Linked DNA regions of Mus musculus: regions 1 and 3 are each linked to region 2. The links are chromatin contacts, called in public HiChIP or PLAC-seq maps. All regions are on one chromosome and are shown on one strand. Each heading gives the region's core, a stretch centred on a gene start, on an enhancer-like site or on the middle of the called end of the contact. The rest is flanking DNA. Distances are from core to core; before and after follow the strand shown.

What was found. HiChIP or PLAC-seq counts read pairs in DNA pulled down with a chosen protein or histone mark.
Region 1: an H3K27ac HiChIP or PLAC-seq map of thymic regulatory T cells shows a contact between it and region 2, with 3 times the contacts expected there. The contact joins two enhancer-like sites. A contact is called at or near these places in 1 of 15 datasets of contacts at CTCF or cohesin (CD8 T cells), 10 of 484 Hi-C or Micro-C datasets (B cells, CD8 T cells, the N1E-115 cell line and 7 more), 12 of 115 datasets of contacts at active chromatin or transcription factors (CD8 T cells, Th17 cells, a colorectal cancer cell line and 7 more) and 1 of 9 other capture datasets (bone marrow-derived macrophages).
Region 3: a BATF HiChIP or PLAC-seq map of CD8 T cells shows a contact between it and region 2, with 14 read pairs. The contact joins two enhancer-like sites. A contact is called at or near these places in 1 of 15 datasets of contacts at CTCF or cohesin (CD8 T cells), 8 of 484 Hi-C or Micro-C datasets (CD8 T cells, Th1 cells, Th2 cells and 4 more) and 6 of 115 datasets of contacts at active chromatin or transcription factors (CD8 T cells, Th17 cells, regulatory T cells and 2 more).

Annotation. Positions count from the first base shown.
Region 1 is chr8:34,613,805-34,616,547 of GRCm38.p6, reverse strand. The region is part of intron 2 of B930018H19Rik (RIKEN cDNA B930018H19 gene); the gene reads left to right. The region is part of intron 2 of Gm34096 (a long non-coding RNA gene); the gene reads right to left. Among named protein-coding and RNA genes, the nearest start is that of Gm34096, 8.5 kb to the right of the region's middle. Within about 2 kb of position 1,352, at least 44 of the 459 cell types and tissues checked have an H3K27ac peak or open chromatin away from gene starts, as enhancers often do. A contact at or near this core is called in CD8 T cells, Th17 cells, a colorectal cancer cell line and 2 more, where this site is marked.
Region 2 is chr8:34,755,673-34,758,372 of GRCm38.p6, reverse strand. No RefSeq gene overlaps it. Among named protein-coding and RNA genes, the nearest start is that of Dusp4, 51 kb to the left of the region's middle. Within about 2 kb of position 1,287, at least 27 of the 459 cell types and tissues checked have an H3K27ac peak or open chromatin away from gene starts, as enhancers often do. A contact at or near this core is called in CD8 T cells, Th1 cells, Th17 cells and 6 more, where this site is marked.
Region 3 is chr8:34,528,891-34,531,590 of GRCm38.p6, reverse strand. No RefSeq gene overlaps it. Among named protein-coding and RNA genes, the nearest start is that of Gm33968, 9.8 kb to the right of the region's middle. Within about 2 kb of position 1,305, at least 60 of the 459 cell types and tissues checked have an H3K27ac peak or open chromatin away from gene starts, as enhancers often do. A contact at or near this core is called in CD8 T cells, Th1 cells, Th17 cells and 4 more, where this site is marked.

The DNA of each region.
Region 1 (2,743 bases), core at 103-2,602, 140 kb after region 2:
TCAGGCACTATAGAGTTCATACAATGGTAGGATCTGTGCAGACAGGTACACACCTTTATTTTTTGTCATCATCCCCTACGTAATACAGTAAAATAACTATTTTTTATTGGTTATTTTATTTATTTACATTTCAAATGTTGCCCTCCTTCTCCATTTCCCCTCAGCAACCCCCCTATCCCATCCCTCCTCCCCTCTCTATGAAGATGCTCTTCCCCCATTTTCTGCCTCACCATTCTAGCATCCCCCTATGCTGGGGCATCGAGCCTCCATAGGAGCAAACGCCTCCCCTCCCACTGATGCCAGATAAGACCATCCTCTGCTACATATGTAGCTGGAGCCATGGGTCCCTCCGTGTGCTCTCTTTGGTTGGTGGTTTAGTTCCTGGGAGCTTTGAGGTGTCTGGTTGGTTGATATTGTTATTCTTCCTGTGAGGTTGCACATCCCCTTCAGCTTCTTCAGTCCTTACCCTAACTCCTCCATTGGGTTCCCTGGGCTCAGTTCGATGGTTGGCTGTGAGTATCTGCATCTGTTTTTGTCAGATGCTGGCAGAGCCTCTCAGGGGACAGCTGTATGAGGCTCCAGTCAGCAAGCACTTCTTGGCATCAGCAATACTACTGGGGTTTGGTGTCTGCAGGTGGGATGGATCCCTAGGTGGGGCAGTCTCAGAATGGCCTTTCCTTCAGTCTCTGCTCTATTCTTTTTTTTTGTCTCTGCATTTCCTTTAGATAGGAACAATTCTGGGTTAAACTTCTTGACATGGGTGGGTGGACCTATTCTTTAACTGGGGGGGGGGCATACCTATCTACTGGAGATGGTCTCTACAGGTTCTGTCTCCCCAGTATAATAACTATTTACAAAGGATTATTTTGTATTAGGTATTGTGAGTAATCTAGAGATGATTTAAAGTATATGGAGGAAGTGTGTAGGCTCTGTGAAAATGCATGCCATTATATACAAAGGACTAAAACATCTGGGATTTGGGTATCTGTGGGATGTCCTGGAATCAATCTCCCTCCCCCACTTCCACCCTCTATACCAATACCAAGGCACGATTGTATGTCTGCTGGGAACCAGCCTAGTTATAGCAATTCGAGCTGGAGGGATACAGATCTTACAAGCAGTACTAGGATGGTATATTTGGACCTACAGTAAGATGGGTTCTGGAGAGACCTACCGCTGGCCAGTGAGACGGGGGGGGGGGTGTTTAGAGCTCTTTGGGAGAACAGCAAGCCAAGGATCACTCCCAGGGGTGAAAGGCATTCACAGGTGAGGAGATGACCAGACAGCAGAGTCCCCAAGTTCCTCATGTTCGGCAGCTGATTGCCCTGTGAGCAACAGCATATCCACAGGCTGGGGAGGCCCTGTGGAGTCTGTGGCTTCCTGTTCAGTGCAGAGGGCCAGGTGAGAGCAGCACTGGGGAGCTGCAGCTCTGTTACCTGCTGCATCTTGGGCTGCAGTTGCTGGGATATTGAAAAAAAAGGGGAAAAGAGGATTTAATATTTATTAAAGCTTTCGATACTGTCATACTCTGCTCCTCCTGGTCAAGGCTGTGCCCTCACCCCCCGGCTTGCTCTATTTAGGATTGGGATGGTTTGCTACAAATGGGAATTGCAGTAAGAGGTTGACTCCAGCTTGTTTTGAGAAACACTAATAGCAATAACACATGGCCTGCAAGTGTGTAAAGAGAGTTTTCAGTCAAAATGCTAAACGCTAAAGCTAAGGAGATAGCTATGTGTGTCGATTAGTCAGCTCGGCCACATTTGCATGTGGCTTCTAAAAGGAATCCACACCTCTTTGAGTTATTAAACCCAGTCACACTGACATCAGAAATAATGATGAGGATTTCACAGATGTTTGAAAAATGCCAAGAATGTTGTTTGATTTCGTCTTTTCTCCTTACTCCTTTCCTGACTTTTTTTTTTCCTTTTCCTTTCTGAATGTTAACTGCATATAGGTGCTATAGCCACACTTCCAGAAAAGTCACAGGGCTTTGATGCTGCCTTGCTCCCTTGCTAGCCATGGAGCTTGCTATGACACGTGCCCGAGCCCTCTAGCTAGTGTCTGTCAGCACACAGTCTTGGCTCCTGGCTTAGAGAGGACTCATGGTTGAGCCATGGAGAATGGCAGTTCCTACTTGGCGGTGGCAAGGATGTGCTCCAAGGACTGCCAGCTGCTTGACATGTCCATCCAGCCGTAAAGCAAATGCCCGACACTGTCCTTAGTACAAAGCGTTTCCTCTTGCCCCACAAAGTAATCCCAGCTGAGTTCCCTTTTCTGCAGACCCTTTAAATGCGATTGGCAGGGAGAAAGCTACGGCCCTGAGACCATGTCCTTTGCCTTTAATGCTATTATCACGTACATGAGCACTGCCAGCTCCATTTCACTCCATGCCCCATGCTCCTGGCACACTGAGGACTTTAGTGTGATCTGCTGGGCTGAAGTGGCTCTTATGTGGTTGGCAGGATCCTTCCGGCTACTACAAAGGCTGCCAATGCCCCTGGCTGTGGCTTGAGATACCCTTTTGTTCCTAGGTACTTGGCCCGGAAAAACAGTTGTGTTTTCAACGGCTTATCATGTACAATGTGTTCTCATCTCTCTATAACCTGAGAAGTCATGGCGATCTCCCTTGCCTGAAGCTGTCCTTTCTAGTAGTGCCTGTATGGGGCTCACAGGGTGGGGTGGGGGGCACCATCAACAAACAGCTTCAGTGGATGGACAAGTACAGCAATTCTCTGGGCCATTT
Region 2 (2,700 bases), core at 38-2,537:
ATTTGAACTCAGGACCTTCGGAAGAGCAGTCCGTGCTCTTAACTCCATCTCTCCAGCCCCACAACCGAGGCATCTTATAAAAGAAAATGTTTAACTGGGCTCATGGTTTCACAAGGTAAGAAGCCATGATGGCAGAGCAAAGGCATGGTACTGGGAGAAGCTGGAAGCTCACATCTGGATCCACAAGCAGGAGACACACACAGAGCACACTGGGAATAATAGTTCAAGTCATTTGAAACCTCAAAGCCCACCACCACTGATACATCTGCTCTGAGGGGGATCCTGCAGGTATCCATGCAGGCAGTGATCTTTGAAGAGATGAGAATGAAAACCCAGTTGAGATTGATTAGACTTCGGGGAGTCTAATGCCAGGCTGCTCATTGTCAGCATATTTAAACGGCAGTACAATTTGGGGGAAAGTTCCCATTCCCGGTGCACAATAAAGCTGAATGTGTGGCTACACAGAGACTCCTTTACAAAGTACATGTGACCATGAAAGTGAGATTTATAGCTAGTAGGCTTAGAAGCTAGCATGATCTCTTGACTCAATAGCATAAAGATCAGCAGGCTACAAAATATTATGGCATGTCTACAAAGTATGGGTTTAACTGGGAGCTAAGGAGGGACAGAGAGTCTGGGGTAGACATTCTTGGTGACTTAGGTGAGATCTGCCTCTAGAGCAAAAGGCGGGTGAGGTCTGCCTCCACAGATACCAAAAAGGTCACCAGGTCCTTAACAAAATCCACTTCCAGACTTCAGGGTGGGAAAACCGGTATCCTGTCTTCTTCACATCACCTAATCCATCTCAAGCAATTCCATCTACTGGGCAGTGCCTCTTCAAACATGTGACCTTTGGAGGCCATTCTCATTCAAAGCACCACATCTTGCTTTTGCAGTTGAGACATGTATCATTAGTTTAAAAAATTTGAACAAAATCTCATTCCTCTTTGATGCTCCCACTGTGGCTGGTCTGTGGATCTTTCAACTTTGTTTGTGTGTGTATGTGTGTGTGTGTGTGTGTGTGTGTCTGTGTGACACACACACACAAAGAGAGAGAGAGAGAGAGAGAGAGAGAGAGAGAGAGAGAGAGAGAGAGAGAGAGAGCGCTTGTATGTATGTGTCAGACTTGTTAAGATTTTGAACAAAGCTTATGCTGTCACAGTGGAAGTCATTTAAAAACTGAAAAATGACACAACTTGACATACCCCATTGGCAATTCCTTGCTAGCCTCATTTATGTAGACTCCAGCTTCCTGTCTCCAGTGGTGTCTTACAGCGGTGAGTCAGTATGTCCTGTGGTGTAGACAGTCTATCCTGTCTAACCTTAGCCCTATCAACTTCTTTGCCTTCTGGAGGAAGTCTTAGGAAGAAGATGAATCTTTCAGAGTTGCTTAGCAGTCTGAGCCCCTTCTGTGGATGGTTCTTGGATCCTGGTTCTGTTACTTCTGTCATCCAGTTCCTGATTTCTGGGATGACCTTCAAGGTCACCTCCACTCTGCCTAGCTGGAAGGAGAGGGTGAGAGAAGTCATGGAAGAGGGCTGCATGCCAGGCTTCTGTGCAGCCAACTTAAAGGAGATCCGAGAGCCTTTGGCACAGACTCTCCTCACCACGGTTCCAGTACCTGGCCATCAAAGCACAAGGGAGCTGGAGACACTGGTTGGGCATCTGCTCCTAGCAGTCTCTCTCCACTTCGGCAAAGGATATGGGTCTTCACTGAGCCCCTAACTGCCTTCTTCTTAGAATCATGATCATCATGCCCTATCTAGTTTAACAGTGGCCTCTTCTTGAGGACATCAATATGTTATATTGCATGGAGATATTAAAGCCCAAGTTACAGTCGTTTAGGAGATTCCAGTGTTGGGATTCAAATTTGGTCAGTCTGATTCTAAAGTCAAGTAATCTCAGTTTTTTATGTCACACAGCTACGGTAAGGTTGGCATGTTTGAGTCACCAGTGACCAAAATGAAACCCAAGGATGTGCACCTGACGTTCCTCTTTGTTTTTCTCAGTTTCTTTTACAACAGCACTAAAGAAAAGGCCCAAGGTTCTAAGTAGTTTTGACAATTGTCACATCATCCTTAGCCACTTCCGTCTCAATTATCTAGAATCCAGCCTAGGTAGCTTCATTTATTTTCAAGATCCAATGACCATTCATTTTAATATAACTCTCTCACACATTTATTTTCAAACCCAAAATGTTATCTCAGCATTAACTGCTGGTTTTAATTCAGTCCTCCATAAGCATTCCCAATCCAACATACCCCCAAAACAAAGGCATTGACCTTATATCCCTGAGACCTATGCCTTCAGGTAGGCTTGCCAACAGCTCACCAGCTTTGATTAGCTTCTCAAGGGGTGGATGCTTGGCTTCTCTCTCCCCCTCCCTCCTCTTTCTTTTTCTCCCCCCCCCCACCAGTACTGGGGTCTGCAGCCAGGGCCTCATGAGTGCTAGACAATGTATTACCACCAAGCTGTATTCCTTCACTCAGACTTTTGTTTTTCCATTGCTGCTAACTTCTTAAAGATGAAGTCCACAGCTACTTTGCATGTTTTCTAGACAGGCCAAATGTCACCACTCTTGCCTATAGGGCCCAGGGACTTTTTTGAGATGGTGATGATCATCCTAAGGAAACGCCCTCCCCCATACGTCTTCTTTTCTTACTTTCTGTTTGACGTTGAGGAGGTGGACAACCTTCAAAC
Region 3 (2,700 bases), core at 56-2,555, 230 kb after region 2:
AATTCTGACTCCTGAAGTGTCAGCTGAAGTGGGTGGAGCCAACACTGGCACTCTTTCTATTCTGTAGAAGCCTGACCATGAACACAGAAGCATTGGTAGTAGCCACTGTGAACTTAAGCCTCAGAAAGACATGCAGAGGACAGAGTCCATACCTAAGTGGCTTGTTGAAAACAAAGGCAGGAAGTGCTCAGACAGCCCGGACCCAGCTCTGACACACTCCATTCTGACATGCAGCATTCTGTGCATGCTGCCAAAAACTCGGCAGGGAGGAGGTGGGCAGAGGCCATGGAGGTTTTGTTGCAGTCTTCCAATATTCTTGGCTATAAAAGTAATGTGACCACACGATTCTTGCTCATTTCGGAGTAAAGCGCTCATAAAAAAAGTAAATTGTGAACATAAAACTGGTAAATTGGAAAATGGCCATCTGTCCTGGGAACACGCTAAAGAGGCAGTTTCCTCTAGCAAGAGACCATGTTGGGCTGCTCTATGCTGCTACAGTACCATGCCTGACCGACACATCGCTTAGGCCCAGCTGGAGAAGGGGTTCCTGAATGGGCATGTGGGAGCCTTAGGAATGAGGCTGGACGTGATCACTGTGATTTGCAGCAAATTATCAATATCCACATGGACTCCTCTCTGTTCAAAATGGGAATAATGATCCTTAATGTCGACAAAGACTGGTGAAGGGTTTTATGACTGGGGAGACAAAACTACAAGGCTGAATTTCATTTGTGATTACCATTGTTGTTATTGGCACCTGTCTTGTCTGTCTTCCTTTCTTCTTCCTTTCTTCCTTTCTTCCTTTCTTCCTTTCTTCCTTTCTTCCTTTCTTCCTTCCTTCCTTCCTTCCTTCCTTCCTTCCTTCCTTCCTTCCTCCTCCTCCTCCTCCTTCCCCTCCTCCTTATGAGGCAGAGTTTCTCTTTGTAGCCCTAGCTGTCCTGGAACTCACTCTGTAGACCAAACTAGTCTCAACCTCAGAAATGCTCTAGACTTTGGCTCAGGTAAGACCCTTGATTCCTTTGGTCCATGACACATGAGCGTACTTGAGCTAAAGACTGTTCAGTGCTCTGTTTTCTCAGGTATCTTAGGAGACAGAGGTGCTAAAAAGAAATTGGTAGATTGGTTCATGAGTCCTTTGGGTCCTCCACTGTGATTTCAGCCAGAGTGAGACAGGGGTCCTGGGTGCAGCTCTCAGTACTTTCATGGGACCTGCAAAGGCAGTGAACCCAAGCTCAGCCCAACTCTCACCAAGAAAGGAAACCTGCTCCCTGAGCCCGGCTTCCCTGAGTACCAGAGAAATGAATGACGGTTCCTTGTGACTCATTCTGAGTCAGACGGGGAAGGAAAACAAGGCCATCAAAGTTCAGCTTTCAAATGTGTAAAGATTTGGCCGTTTGATTTGTGACCAAGCTTGATCTGAAGAAGTAGAAGGGAAACTGTGAATGCTCCCTTCCCTTAGTTTATCTAAGCTCTTCGGGGGTAGGCTGGCTAGAGGCTCTAAGACAGTGGTTGTCAGCCTGTGGGTCAAAATGCCTTTAGCAAATTTCTATTTCCAAAATATTTACATTACAATTCATAACAGTAGCAAATTACAGTCATGAAGTAGCAATGAAAATAATGTTATGATGGGGGCCACAACAGCATGAGGAACTGCATTAAAGGGTCGCAGCACTAGGAAGGTTGAGAGGTGGGGGGGGGAGATCTTCCTGCAGAACCAGATGCTCACAGCCATCCTTAGTCAAGCAACACCTAGCCTGGTCCCACCTCTTTCCAGCAAGCATGATTGTCCTCTTCATCCGAGTGTCTTTGTTGCATTGAATCTTACCTACCCTGGTCTCTTTGGGGAGAACATGCTCTGCTGTACATTTATAGATCTCCTAGGTGTTCACAGGTTAGCATTTCTTCTAGGTTCTGCCCAGCAGTTACCTAGCAACAGCCTGGCTTGCCTTAAAAGGACTGTTTGGCCTCTCTCTCTGACCACCCCCTCCTGCCTCTCTCTGGCATCCCTGCCCACATCTTTCCACTTATTGACAGCCTGCCTCTTCTCTCCTCTCTCCCTTTCTCCTCTGTCTCTTTCTCTGTCTCTGTCTTTCTCTCCCTCCCTCTCTCTTCCTCTTTCTCTCTCTCCTCCTCCTCCTCCTCCTCTTTCTTCTTCCTCTTCCTCTTCCTCTTCCTCTTCCTCTTCCTCTTCCTCTTCCTCTTCTTCTTCTTCTTCTTCTTCTTCTTCTTCTTCTTCTTCTTCTTCTTCTTCTTCTTCTTCTTCTTCTTCTTCTTCCCCTCTCTCTGCCTCTACTCTCTTCTCACCCCCACTCCCTCTTTCTCATGTACCCAAATAAACTTCATCTTATACTAGACTGTCATATAGCTGACACCTCACTCAAATGGGCCCGCTAAGGCATCCCCTCCCACCACATCATAAAGGGTTTTACAAAATACATCACTAGGGACATCATAAAAAGTATCCAAAGCACGTGTCTTGACCAATGGAATTTACACTCTCACAGTGGAAGTCTGAAATCCAGGGGCTAGCAAACCCATGCTCCTTCTGAAGGTTCTGGGGAAAGGTGTGTGGGCCAGATCTTTTACTTCTCCATTGTAATAGCCTCAGATGTTCCTTGTCTCATGGAAAGTCGCTATCTCCCTGAGTCATTTCCTGGCATCTCTCCTCTAAGTATGTATTTTACTATATCCAAATTTCAC